5 separate regions of the Mus musculus genome follow, and all the other regions are linked to region 2. A link is a contact called in public promoter capture Hi-C data. All regions are on one chromosome and are shown on one strand. The core of a region is the stretch at or near the end of the contact, and the rest is flanking DNA. Distances in the headings are between cores, read along the strand shown.

The links. Promoter capture Hi-C pulls out the DNA fragments that hold promoters and counts their contacts. Capture Hi-C pulls out chosen DNA fragments and counts their contacts.
Region 1: a contact with region 2 is called in a promoter capture Hi-C map of liver, with 2.6 times the contacts expected there. The contact joins the enhancer-like site here to the promoter of Ces1a in region 2. A contact is called at or near these places in 7 of 39 promoter capture datasets (the 3T3-L1 cell line, 3T3-L1-derived adipocytes, the HPC-7 cell line and 3 more), 1 of 115 datasets of contacts at active chromatin or transcription factors (embryonic stem cells) and 2 of 9 other capture datasets (liver and pancreatic islet).
Region 3: a contact with region 2 is called in a promoter capture Hi-C map of adipose tissue. The contact joins the promoter of Ces1f here to the promoter of Ces1a in region 2. A contact is called at or near these places in 2 of 39 promoter capture datasets (both in liver), 3 of 484 Hi-C or Micro-C datasets (cerebral cortex, cortical neurons and nephron progenitors) and 2 of 9 other capture datasets (adipose tissue and pancreatic islet).
Region 4: a promoter capture Hi-C map of 3T3-L1-derived adipocytes shows a contact between it and region 2, with 3 times the contacts expected there. The contact joins the promoter of Ces1d here to the promoter of Ces1a in region 2. A contact is called at or near these places in 11 of 39 promoter capture datasets (the 3T3-L1 cell line, 3T3-L1-derived adipocytes, cranial neural crest and 6 more), 1 of 484 Hi-C or Micro-C datasets (the G1E-ER4 cell line) and 2 of 9 other capture datasets (liver and pancreatic islet).
Region 5: a promoter capture Hi-C map of neural stem cells shows a contact between it and region 2. The contact joins the promoter of Ces1e here to the promoter of Ces1a in region 2. A contact is called at or near these places in 3 of 39 promoter capture datasets (the HPC-7 cell line, liver and neural stem cells) and 1 of 9 other capture datasets (embryonic stem cells).

Annotation. Positions count from the first base shown.
Region 1 is chr8:92,799,922-92,802,621 of GRCm38.p6, forward strand. No RefSeq gene overlaps it. Among named protein-coding and RNA genes, the nearest start is that of Mmp2, 26 kb to the right of the region's middle. Within about 2 kb of position 1,435, at least 23 of the 459 cell types and tissues checked have an H3K27ac peak or open chromatin away from gene starts, as enhancers often do.
Region 2 is chr8:93,046,924-93,049,623 of GRCm38.p6, forward strand. It overlaps Ces1a (carboxylesterase 1A), which reads right to left and starts at 1,269. Exons shown (of 14, transcript NM_001013764.2): 1 at 1,134-1,269. The coding sequence starts at 1,185.
Region 3 is chr8:93,278,409-93,281,108 of GRCm38.p6, forward strand. It overlaps Ces1f (carboxylesterase 1F), which reads right to left and starts at 1,328. Exons shown (of 14, transcript NM_144930.2): 1 at 1,241-1,328. The coding sequence starts at 1,292.
Region 4 is chr8:93,196,367-93,199,066 of GRCm38.p6, forward strand. Ces1d (carboxylesterase 1D) reads right to left here and starts at 1,438. Exons shown (of 14, transcript NM_053200.2): 1 at 1,302-1,438. The coding sequence starts at 1,353.
Region 5 is chr8:93,228,262-93,230,961 of GRCm38.p6, forward strand. Ces1e (carboxylesterase 1E) reads right to left here and starts at 1,358. Exons shown (of 14, transcript NM_133660.3): 1 at 1,109-1,358. The coding sequence starts at 1,160.

The sequences.
Region 1 (2,700 bases), core at 185-2,684, 250 kb before region 2:
AGGGTTCTTCAGTAGAACAGATGCAAATATTTTTTCACAGATCTACAAAGTGTGGATGATGAAACACACGCTTCAAAATATCCAGAGGCACAACGTAGCTGAGATCGCTTCTATTTACCTCCACAAATTGGCTTCACTGTCTGTGTTAATGCTGATCGCTGGAAATAAATATATCCTGTGTTTTGCTGTGACTGTTGGATTCCATCCACATGCAGAATTTTGAGGCCAGGTAACAGCTAACCAGTTGCTAGTAAAGATGAAACCATTTTTTTTTCCTGGAACATACAATGCAAAATACAAGTCATTTCATAGCTTTAGTTTGGAAGATCACAGTTAAGGAAGTTAAAAAAAAAAGCATCTTCAAAAACCAGGATGAAAATTTGTTATTCTTCAAATATCAATACTTATTAATTGCTGATGGATGGTCACTAAGTAAGAAAGGATTTTCCCCATCAGAGCCTAATTAGTTTCATTGTCTGCACGCTGAAATCGCTTGTATTCTGCCCTAGCTATCAGCTGCCCGTTTTAATTAATTTTGCACTACATTCAAAGGTTTTACTTGGTGCCTCTCTGTGTAATTCCTTCCCCCCAAATAAATAAATAAATAAATAAATAAATAAATAAATAAATAAATAAATAAATATCAAAGCTAATGAGGCTCTGAAGATTTGAGATGTAAATATCAGATGCAGATTCTTTTGGGGGTCCCAGCTCAGCGGAAGACCCAAAAATAAGACTTGGAAGTTTGACTAAGAAATCCCAGACTGTCTGTTTCCAACCCTCCCTTCAGATAGTGTTTCTGCTGGCACTTCTTAGTGATTTGGCAAAAATAGCTAACTAACTAACAAAATAGATAGATAGATAGATAGATAGATAGATAGATAGATAGATAGATAGCCACGCCCTATGAACGAAAGCCTCAAGAGAATATTCTTGCTTCGCAACAATGGATTCAATGGGCTTTGTTGAGCTACTATTCATCTCCAACCAACTCAAGTGTGTCCTGAGTGGTCTGCTGTTCACACACACACAAACACATGCATGTACTCACAAGTACACACACACACACCTTTCATACATGCATATACACAAAATCACAAATACACACAGAACTCACATTCTTTCATACATACACATATACAAGTACACACTTTCATTCCATATACAGACAAAGTCACATGCTTATGCACATGTGGTTATTCACTTGCATATTATAGTCTTTTAGATACAGGAAAACACATAACACCTCAATCAGACTCTGGCAGATCCAAGTTTCCAGTTTCAAATATGTGTCACATGTAGCACATTCTCTAACACACACTTCCAAAGAAATCCCTGCAAAAAAAAAAAAAATTCCAGTGTCCCCCTCCTGGTGAGTGTATCCCAGGGCTGCCTGAGACGCCACCATTATTATTAAATTCTATCCACAGAGCTTGTGGATTGCGTAATCTGCTTTCGCCTGAGATCTTTGTATCCTTTACCGAGAAAGTCTGATTCATTTCTCAGAAATTCTCATCTGCTAGTAATCTTTCAGGACATAGTTAGTGTTGTGATATTTTCAGATATTGTTTTCCAGGGGTGGGGGAGGGGAGGGCCGGTTTCAAGTGGCTGTCCCCTGGCAGTTCCCCGAGATTACTCCGTGCTTATAAGCGGCTCAAGACTGTGTGACAGCATTTCCATGCAAGGGACTTACAATCATGTTTCATTAATTCGACGTGAATGAAGCCTCATTTCTGGCCTTGAGGAGCTTAAGATTTATGTGAAATTAATAACAGAACAGATGTCTTCACAATTTGGTTCCTCTGGAAAAGGGGTGGGGGGGGGGAGATCCGAGAGAACCTCATTACTTTGAAAACTTCAATGCTTTAAAATGCAGACCCAGGGAGTTTTTACTCCAGGGTAAAGAGTTCTGCCGGATACCATCCACATCTCAGAACTAAGTGGAATTTAAATGTCAGATTTATATTAAATAGTCATATTCCCTATTATGGCAGATAATAAACAGCAGCTTATTACTTTCATTAATAAGATGTGTTGGACATTTAAAGTAAAGCTTAGAGATAAGGCCGGGCGCTTCATAAGCAGGAGATGAGGGGGACCCCGGGGTGTGAGGGAATCTGCAGGCAGCTTGGTTTTTTAGCTTGGTTTCTGATAATTTAATCATCATTTCCTCACAGGAAAACAAAATGAATTTACTCACACAGAACCCAGTGTTCCCGCTGAGGTGTGCTGGAGTCCAGAAACTGCAATTTCATGGGAGACTTCAAATCTTGCCTCTTTATTTAATTCGTCTCTTGCCTCAAACCCCCTTTCTTTAGCTGGTACCTTCCTGGTGATAGTTTAACCTACTTATTGGTTGGCCCCAATATGCCAACCCAGCAGGAGAACTGTATTTTTGCTTGATCAGGTCTAGAGGAGAGTAGAATGAAGAAGTGACATCACGGAAGGGGGAGAGGCAGCAGAGAACCAATGTCCCCAGTACAGACAGGGCCAGAACCTCGAAGTCGCTGAGCAAGCCTAAGAAGTTCACAGGGCTGTGGGGCCATGGGCAAATGGAAAAGCCTGAAGTAACAGATTAGTTTCTAGAATGTGGTCCTCAAATCCCTGTTGTGACCCTTCCCTTTGCTCTAAATCTGTGTCCTTCAACCTGACTTCTCTGCTTTTCTCATGGAGACAATAAGAATGTTGAGCTGAACAGTC
Region 2 (2,700 bases), core at 19-2,518:
TGTTAAGAACTGCCAGGAGAATATTCTTGACTCCAGAATGGTCCCTGTTCTTTACTTGACCATTAAGCAAACCTCAGTCCTTTATCTAGGGATTTGAGAGTCTCCACATCATGCACCTGTACATTTCAGACCCCCCCCCAGTTCCCATGGTCTCTACTTAGCAGTATTTGTAGCCCATTTATTCTTCCCAGCCAGAACTTGTACCTTGGTATCTGAATCTCTGAACTCTGCTTTTTCACGTATGCAATTCCTTTCCATCTCCCCTCATTTACTTATTCATTCCCTCAGTACAAGTCCCAGCCCCCCCTGGTGATGTGAAGGCCTTAATCCCTCCTCCAACTCCTTGCAGCTCCTTTCTGTTCCCTCTCTCATCTAGGTGTGTCTGTGGTCCTTCTCCTACAATGACAGGCTCCTGAGTCTAAGGTGTGCCTCTTAATCACCTTCTCATACAACATACAGTTCATACCAATATCTCTTGGGGACTGAGGAACAAATTATCTTCTTAGTAGCATTTGGCTCTTAACATGTTGGCTTGACCATATTTCAAATTTTTATTAATATACCCATTAAAGATATCACCCCTTTACGTCCATCCATATATTGTGCTTCTAGACCAGACACTATGCTAAGAGCTACAAAACAACCACCTATGCCACCCTCAGTACAGCCCAGTAAGGAAGGCTCTATTGCTTTCCATTTTCCAGATTCATCACCCAGACACTGCAAAGTTGAAGTGTCTTTCCCAAAGTCATGGGGATCAGAAGAGCTGAACTAGACTCTAGCCTTGTGCCCTGGCTCCTGACTCAATGCTGTTAAAACTCTGCTGAGCCTCTTTTTATGTCTACCCAGAGATAGAGTAAGATCTGGGAGATAGCTAGGGCCTCTCATGCTAGCTCAATGACTTCTTAGCACCTGCAGCTGCAGTATCACCATGGTTTTCTTTCCCTGGATCTCTGTGATGGGAGGAGCTTGCTGGGTTCCTTTGCTCCAAGCCCATTTTGAAATCATGCTGGTGATCTCTGATACAGAATGGAACCTGGCCTCTCTTCTCTTCATACGCATTTACACTCCCATTTGCCCTGGCTTAGGAGCTTCAAAAGAGCTCCAAGTGTTTGTGTTTTGGAAGAACTTACCCAAAGCCATGCAAGTGTTGAGGGAAGCCAGGGCCAGAGCAAAGAGCCACATGCTGGAAGGCCAGTTGCTTTGGGGCCCTGTGACGAGATCTTGGTGCTCTTCTGAAGGGCTTTGTATAACCTGTCTTAGATGGTGAGGCCTTGTTACCACATCCATCCATGTGTGGTCCAGTGGCCTAATCATGAGATGACAAGGTGCTCTGCCTGCTCCACAGAGCTCCCAGGAGTCTGATGGCAACCCAAGCCATACATAGCCTTAGTTCAAGCTCTTATAATTGGTTCCAGACTCAACTATCAGATTACATATGATCTCAAACAACAACATCTTACATAAGCTCTTTCCCGTGGCACTCTAACCTCCGTCCACCTTGAGCTTCCCAAAGGCATGCACAGCAAATGGCATCTTCAGGCAGGGCTAAGCTTTGGTCTGAGACCCTCAGAAAGGGCTGGAAATTTTAGAGCAATGCTCAGCTCCACAGCTGCTGTCTGGGGAGTTTAGAACATATCTACAACTTCCCTCAGATAGTGGCTCAGAAATTCTGTGTTCTCAAGTCTGCAAGTGAAGTTAAATTGTGAGTAGTTCTCTTTCTGATGCTTAAAGTAGGTTCCCAATGCTCCTACCAAGTGGCCAAGCCATCTGCCATCCACCTCTAGACTCGGAGAGCTCACTACTTTTAAATATGTTTGGGAGAAAAATTTCTGTGCTAAATCAACTCCATCTCTCCACAGTATCCATCATTTATTGGACGTTTGCCAAAATGTATTTTTCTCCACAGTAAAATAAAATGCCAAGATTTGAAATTAGAAACTCGTGGGAGTTGAGTCACTGATGTTTGTGAAACACATCTTCTCACCTTTCCCTACTTCTACATATTCCCGAGAAATCAGGGAACCCACTTGATGATACTGGTTTCTAATTTTTGTTTTAAGGCAGGGTTTCATCCATAGCTGGCCTTGATCTTCTGATTCTCCTGTTTCTACTTCCTAGGTACTGAGATTACAAACTCATACCACCATACTGAGATTACAAACTCATACCACCATACTGAGGTTTTGTTCCTAATCTGTTTTTGTGTTAAGGCCTCTAGTCTTGTCTGGATCTGCACCATCTCAGCCACACCAGCAGCCTCCCTGGATCTGTGAAGAAAAATATGTTCCTTTGTTCCTGTGCTTCCCTCTGCTGGACACTGGGAAATACTAAGGTCAATGGGACTTTATGGTGTTAGTTCTGGTTGATATCATGGAACAAGTGTGTGTGGGGGAGCTTTTTCAGAAAACAAAATTAAATAAAATTCTACTGTGGTGGAAAATAGAACAAGTTGTTGCTTAATGAACTGAAGAAGCCTGTTAGGGACATGTGTCTGCAGGATTTAGGAGTGACTGAAAGGGCCTGGCCTTGGACTCACCTTATCTCCTGAAAATGTGGGGACACCTTAAATCATATTGAAAGATGAAGGTAACATTTTAAAAGTTGTTAGTCCCAGAAGTAACTGGAAACAGCAGGACCCAGGCACCCAGGAAGTCCACCCGACCATTAGCACAGGTTGCTTCTGGTTTTTAGCCAGTG
Region 3 (2,700 bases), core at 78-2,577, 230 kb after region 2:
GAACATTGCCAACAGAAGCTATGACTTACAACATTGCACACACATGTAATGCCTACTGTATACCAGAGGTACATCCCAGTTTCTTGAATTCATAACAATATCGTCTTTCTAGGTAACTATTGGTGTGTCTATTTAACTTGGAAGAATCAATCCTGTGTGGAGTTCCTAAAAATGGAGAGTATGCCGTTGCCAGGGTAACCAGCAGCAAAGGCATGTTCTGCTTCAAATCTGGGTCCTTCAGTTCCAGGCCTCTCTCAACGTCACCTGTCCACACAGGGTGAGGCATTTAAGGGATTGATTGCTGAGTACTGGCTCTGTATTTAAGTGCTAGAGACAGCCCTGGACATGATTTGCCAGATAAACTTGGAAGAACATACCAGTTTTTACAGGCCACCTATTAATGGCACAGATATACATTGAAATCAATGCTATAACCACATATTTACCATGAATTTAACTCATGTATCTGATGTTTAGGAGGCTATCATGACTCTTGGGAACTGTCTCTCTCAGAGTCTATCAATTTCAGAGGCATGACCCTAACTAAACATCTCCTTTATGATAGCATGGACTACTGTCTGCCTGTCCATCTGCCCTCATTACCCTGAACCTGGTACCAGACACTTGAGATGTGCACTGTTCCCTAAAGTTCCTTGAAATGCTAACAAAAGAGGCATTTGCTACAGGCTCCCCAGCCTGAGCCTCCTCACTGACCTGGCACGTCCTGTCCCCCCTACCTTAGTACTATGACTTTCTTCTTGGGGAAAATGAACAACAAAGTGGTTTTTCAATGACTATTTGGTCCTGATGTGCTAGCTTGACCATACTGTGTATTTTCTATTAGTACATCCTATATTTATGTATTATGTATTAATAATGGAGGACCCACTACATGTAAAGGCATGAAGGGGCATCCTATTGCAAGTGTACCTAAAAAGCTTTAGAAATGAAACCAACTAATCCTCTATAGTCCAGTGAAGTAAGGGAACCAACCTGTCTTGATTCCTCTTGTGCTGGAGTTGGCTCTTCGTCCTCTGTACCTAAGTGTGCTGCAGGGACTCAGGGATTTTAGTGTCTCTTGATCTCAGAGTGTCCTGCACCATGGTGTAGGCCACTTAGAGGCAAATCCAAGTCTGGAGAGTGAGTTCTCCTGCAGAACTAAATCTGTCTTGTCTGTGCTCTATGCACAACCCTGCTACTCTTTGTGTCCCCCACAAATTTGTATTTCAAAAGTACTCACCGCAAATCACACAGGTTGCTAGAGACACCAGGAACAGAGTGCTAAGGAACATCTTGCATGGACAGGCTCCCAAGTCAATGGACCTTCTAACTCTGATCCACAAGGAAGGGGTGTGTAAGGTCCTGCCCACATCCTGGGAACCTCCCAGGAGTCCTGCCCACAGAGCCCAATTACACAATACAGAACTACACACACACACACACACACACACACACACACACACACACACACACAAACACCTCTTTCTCTTCCTTAGCCACAGCTCTTCCAAGTTTACCCTGCTTTATCTGAACACTCATGCACCCAGCATTAGCTGTCTTATATATAAACAATTAGTATGAAACTCTCAGATGACAGATCAACAGCTTCTTTTAAAAAAAAAAACTTTTTATTAGATATTTTCTTCATTTACATTTCAAATGCTATTCCAAAAGTCCCCTATACTCTCCCCCCACCCTGCTCCCCTACCCACTCCCTCCCACTTCTTTCATAAATATTTTTCCTTGTAACACTCTCGCTTCAGAGTGCCAGGAGATCTCAAAGTCAAGCAAATACCTCCAGGCAGTGAAAAGCTTTAGTGAGGTGGGGGGATTCTTATAACAGGCTGAAATTTTTTAGAGAAATTCACAGCTCCACAGCTGTTCACCAGGGAGATCAGGGCACATGTCTCTGCCTCCCTTTTCTAGCATTTTGGACTCTTGTGTTTGGTAACAACGTTAAGCTTCAACTACCCTCCTTGGAGAAGTTTAGATTATTTGTATAGTCATCTTGCCAAGTGGCCCTATCTTGGGCCACATGCAACCAAGTTTGGGAACTCACTCAGTTCAGGGCAGAACTTTAGGTATAGATCTTTCTTATAATAATTCAACTCCATTTCAAAATCCTTGGCTTTTACCACCTACCTGCCCATTGATCCAGGAATACTTTGAATATTAACCAGAACAGATGTGAGGTCAGGAAGAGTCTGGCATATGTGTCCAAGCTGCAAACCATGGGGCTACGGTATAAGCATGCACTTGGGAGAGGGTCTTTCACAAGGTGCTATTGAAGGAAGCTGCTGAGATCCCCTTCCTAGGACCATCAAATGCCTTAGGACAGTGCTTTGGTTGAATACAGTCTGGTACAGCTGGCTAAGCAAATGCCATAGCTCCACTCAAAGTAGCTGTGGGCATCACTGTGTGATCAGGAAATAGAGAGGATCAGCTCAGGAGAGGAAAACACAAGTTATAGATTATCACTTAGTTTAAAGACTTAGTTTCTCTGATAGCTAGGCAGAGAGTTCCAGTCCTACTAACATACCTACAATAATTAAAACCATGAGCAGTAAAAAACTATCTGTACAAAGAGCATTTATTTCTAATATTTTAAGGGGCAGAAACAGCCCAAATAAATGTTCATGAACTGAACAATAAATAAATTGGTCACCTGTGTCCCTCACTGAATATTGTTTGTAAGAGCAG
Region 4 (2,700 bases), core at 188-2,687, 150 kb after region 2:
TTCTGAAAGACCATGGAGAATGGGATAAGATGCTGATATGTGTTCAGCACTTCTAAGAGGTGAAGGAGGGTGAAGCCTGAGGAGAAACGCCTGGGGTAGGCTTTGTCAGCTCGGTGATGGTCCACCGTGAAGTGGGTAGAAACAGATTATCTGGGGTCATATTCCTGCGTCAAGTGGATATACAGCAATGGCACAAATATTATGTAGTTATGTATTTAAAATTGTGTAATATCAGAGTGCAATACGGAACATTTGCTCTGTGCCCAGGCACATTCATTCTCTTTACATAATTTCTCAAAGAGGCCTTGCCAGGAGAGCAGGCAAGATTTCAAAGCACCAAGCATTGACTGTAAAAAGGTGAAAACAGGGTGACATTACAGGCTGGGGGAACTGGAATCCCCAGGGTGTAACTAATGTGGGTCCCATCCCCCACCTTATCTAAGTCTCCTGCCTGGGCCACCCACCTGTCCTGATCTCTAAGATCTAGTCATCAAAAAACCCAAACAAAGTCCTATATCCCCCAAACCTCCCAAAGAACTCCATGTAACCGCCCCCTCCACCCCATGCCACCTCACTCCTCTCTTCTTTTCAGGTGAAACTACAACAATGGCTCTTGCTTGCCCGGTCTCTCCGCTGCCCTGGCCTCCTGACTAACCTCATTGTTTCCTCTTTTACACCATCCCTGTGACCTGTCCCTGCCTTGTGGGAGCTTCAGTGTAACACCATCATCTCAATTGTCTGATTTAAGCACGTTGTAATTTTTATTAATCCATTACGTTTTCAGCCAAACCTTTTGCCTACCTTTTAACCTAACTTACCCTCTGGACCCAGAGCAGAAGCAACCGCTCTTTTTGTCCTCAGTGAAAAAGGCACTCCTGTCATCTCTGCTTTAAAGGTGGGGGTTCCCTAGTCACTGTATCACCCAGGCTTTGCAAACTTTAGGATATCAAGTTGGAGTTATTGATTAGGAGCCAGATATAAGGCTGGCTCCTGAGTTTATGCTTTCCATGTTCTGCTCAGCCTCTCTCTCTCTGACCTGCTTGCAACTTGACAAAGAATCACAGGGAAGCAGCCTGATCCTTCTTCAGCTCTCCTGTGCCTCCTATAGCTGGGTATCCCAGTGTCCATCCTCCTCTCTGTCTCTGTGGGAGTCAAGTTCTTCGGACTTTGATGCACCCCTTCAAGTGCAGAAAGCAAAACTCACCAAGGGACTGGACTATTTTGTCCACAGCATTGCCCATTGTGCCCAGAACAAAGACTGAAAATGTACACACAGACATTTGTAACCCAGAAGAACTTACCCCAAGCTGTGCACGCAGCAAGAGAAAGCCATATCAGAGGGTAGAGGCCCATTGTGGAAGGACAAGGGCTCTGTGGGTCTCTGAGCTATCTGCTGCTTTAGCAATGCTTCTGTTGTGGACCAGGGGACCCGCCTCCTTAAGTCTTGCTCAACCAGCTCAGTTATGTAATCTAAGCTTAAAAAAAAAAAAAAAAAAAAAAAAAAAAAAAACTCTTCCTTCCAAAGAGCTCTCTGGGTGTCAGTTGGGCCCTCCAAGCCACGCCCACTAGGAGTTTACCCACTTTTATCTGAACAGTCAGTGCCCAGTACTCAGATTACAAGTGGCCAGAAACCCATCCAACAGCTTCTTACATAAGCACCTCTCCCTGCAGCACTCTCACCTCAATTCAGTGCACCCTGACCTCTCAAGAGCAGACAGCAGCAGCCAGGTGCCTGCAGGTAGTGGGAAGTGTTGTTCTGGGGTCCTTCTACAAAGCTCTGCTCAGCTGGGATGTGAGGACGGACACATTTCACAGCCTTCCTGGACCTGCATGTCTTAGAATCCATACTCTCGAGTTAGGAAGGGAACTCACACTCTACCAACCTTTAGAGGATTCCTAAATTAAGTTTGTAGTATTCCTGCCAAGTGACCTGGCTGGGCACGGTGCATACTTAGGTTCAAGGAAGTTTACCAGAGAAAGAACCTTTGGACATAATGTTCATGTAGGAAACAAACTCCGCTGGCAACAATCCTTGCTTCTAACCATCCATGCATACACGTACACACTGATTCTTCAAACATTGCCAAAGCGCATGGCCTCCCTTTTCATGGGAGTGTACAACAGCAGGTGGGTCAGTGCATCTATGCAATTGCTGACCCTAGCCTATTCCAGCAGTGTAGCCTCTTCATACTTTCATGTTTGGGTACCTCTTTTCATTCCTCTGGTGTGTATTTTGGTTCTTTCATCTAATCATTTATTTTTAAGTTCTCAGGATGCATTACTAAGTTATTTGTTTGATTTTAGAAATCTTTAATTTCTTTAAGATCAAATCTCTTTGACAGATCCATTTTGGAAAAAAATAGTTGACGTAAAATAGTAGTGAGCTGATAAAATAATAGACATTCTACAGCTCTGGAAGGGTTCAAGTCCATTTGATGCATAATTATATCTTCTTAAAGACATGAGACTGTAGTTACTCATGATATAGAATTTCCTCCCGAAGTACTTCTGTTTTATCTGGGTTCTGTATGTTGTATCTCCATTTTCATTTCATTTAAGGAATTTTTCAACCTTCTCCCTCTTCCCTCTATTTCATCAATGAATGTACTTAAATTCACACAGTGGAAGGAGAGCACAGAATCTCACAAATTGTAGTTGAGTTTCTCACCATGAGCAGCAGGGTACTTTGTGACTGGAGTC
Region 5 (2,700 bases), core at 108-2,607, 180 kb after region 2:
AGGAAGCACCTGTCTATAGTTTACCCATCCTTCCACCTTCTCAGGATCCTGGTCCTTTCTTTTTGTCACCCCAGTTATGAACCCTTTCTTTGGGAGTCAGGATTAGCAGACTATTATCTTAATGTTCATTATCTCTAATGTGATGACCTGATTACACCTCTGATTTCTTATTAATATGCTCCATTTTCTTTTTCTATAACTTCAGTTCACATGTACATATGATGTATGTGCACCTATGTGCACACTTGTGAGTGTGTAAATGAAGGTGTGTGCCTGCAGTGGTGCTTGTGTGGAGGTCAGAGGACCACTTTACACACTGCACCCACTAGCTGGTTTAAAATGTGGTCCCCTTGTCCATTTCCTAGGCTCCTTTGTTGTATACTAGGCTAGCAGTTCTGGTCCAGGAACCTCTGGGCATTTTCCTGCCTCCACCTCCCATCTTGGCACAAGAGCACTGAGATTGTAGTCCCATTAGCTATGTCACATGAATACTGGGGATTCAGACTCGAGTCCTTGTGCTTACACAGAAGGGGCTTTACCCTGCGATCCAGCTCCTCAGCCCTGATACACATCATTTCAAGTCACCCCTCTTATCCGTCATCTCCTCTCACCTAGACCCACCCTAAATACTATAGAAGGCGCCACCTAAGGCATCCTCAAAGTGACCCAGTGGAGAGGGTACGGTCACCACTTCTGTAGAGACAGGATGACACAAGTTCACCATGCTGAGTACTTTGCCTAAAGACAAATGGTTTGGAAGTATTTAGCTGAGATTCCGAATTTTCTACCAAGCTTCTTTCCAAAATCAGTCTAACTGTAGACAAACAGTTAAGGAGGAAACAGGCAGCTTTCCTAATCCCCTTTGTGGCACATGGCGCTAGCTCATTGCCCTTCTCGACCTGCCATGTGATCTTAAGTCAGAGTGTTTGTTTTTCTCTGACTCAGCATGTCAGCTGGACTGGGATACTTGTCTAAAAAGTGAAAATGGCTAACGATCAAAGCTCGCAACAGTTTTATACTATTGTCACCTCTGCCCACCTCTACCTGGTATGAGCTTTTGAAATGTACCCCACCATCACCCGAATATTTGTATTCCATAAAGACTCACCCCCTGCTGTGAATGCTGCAAGTGACACCAGGATCAGAGCAGAGAGGCACATGGTAGGAGGCTACAGGTTTGCAGGACAGGGAGGTCTCCAGCCTGTGACAAAGGGGGCACACTGATCCTGCCCCACTCCTGGAGGGTACCAGCAAATTTCTCTCAATCAATTGTATGATACCACAAAAGAACAATCTTTCTATTCCAAAGAGCTCTGCAGGTTTCTCAAGAGATCACTAAGCCACCCCCACCCAGAGTTTACCCAGGTTTATCTAAATTGTTTGGACTCTACACTTAGATTGCAGGAGTCCACAAACTGGTCAAACAACTTCTTACATAAATATCTCTCAGCAGGACATTCACACCTCAGTGCTCTCTTATTTTCCAAACCAGTTCTGTAGACTCCTTTAAGTAAGGTGACTCTTTGGTCTTGGGTCTTCACATCAAGCTGGAATTGTTCAGAGCCCCTCACAGCCACACAGTTGACCACCAGAGAGGTTAGGGCACACCTCCCAGATTCTCTTTGCTGGGAGAGTTTTAGAACTTATTTTGGTAACAATCTTAAATTTCATCATTTTATTTTTGCCTAATTTATCTTTCTAAGATTCCTGTAAAGTGGTCTAGCCTTCTGCCATGCAGACACAGTCAAGGATCTCACAACCTTTCAGAGGAGAGATTTAGGGATAGGCATTCTTATATAAATGAACAATGTATTTTTGTTTTAATAGTTTTTAAGTTAGTTTCCATAGTAATGGGTTTTATTATGAACTTTAAAGCAGATTTTTTTATTATTGGTCTTTTCCCATTCTTCTTCATCCCTTTGTGTCTCTCAGCTCATCCTTTCCACCCTAATAGTCTCCCTTTGTACTTTCATTCTCCACCTTCTTTTCCTTCTTCTCCTCCTTCTCCTTCTTCTCCCTCTCCTCCTCCTCTTTCTTTCTTTCTTTCTTTCTTTCTTTCTTTCTTTCTTTCTTTCTTTCTTTCTTTCTTTCTTTCTTCTCCTCCTCCTCCTCCTCCTCTTCATCCTCCTCCTCTTCTCTCTCTCTCTCTCTTCCTCTCTCTCTCTCTCAGACACACATTTCTCTTTTTCTCTCATGGACTCTTCTAGCTTCATGACAATATACATACAAAAATATAAACATTAATATCTAAAACTATGTATGAGAGAAAATGTGGTATTTGTCTTCCTGAGTCTAGTTTTTCTTAACAGAATGATTTTCATTTCTGTCCACTGTTCCTGAAAATGCTGATTTCATTTTTCTTTATAGTTGAATAAAATTCTACTGTGTAATTATGTCCCATTTTTTTCATCTGAATGTCAGTGTTTGAGCATCTGGGCTGACTCACTTCTTAGCTACTGTGAGTACTATAGCAATAAATATGAACTATAGATATCACTTTGATAAGATTTATATCTTTGGGGCATATATTCTGGGACAGTTTAGTTGGATCATACAGTTCTGCTTTATACTTTTGAAAAACCTCTATTTTCATTTCCATAAGGTGCTACATCAATATACTCCCACAAATGATTTGTCCTTCTAAACAGCTTCACTCATTTTCATTGTCATTAACTTACTTTTGCTGCAAACAAAAGTGAA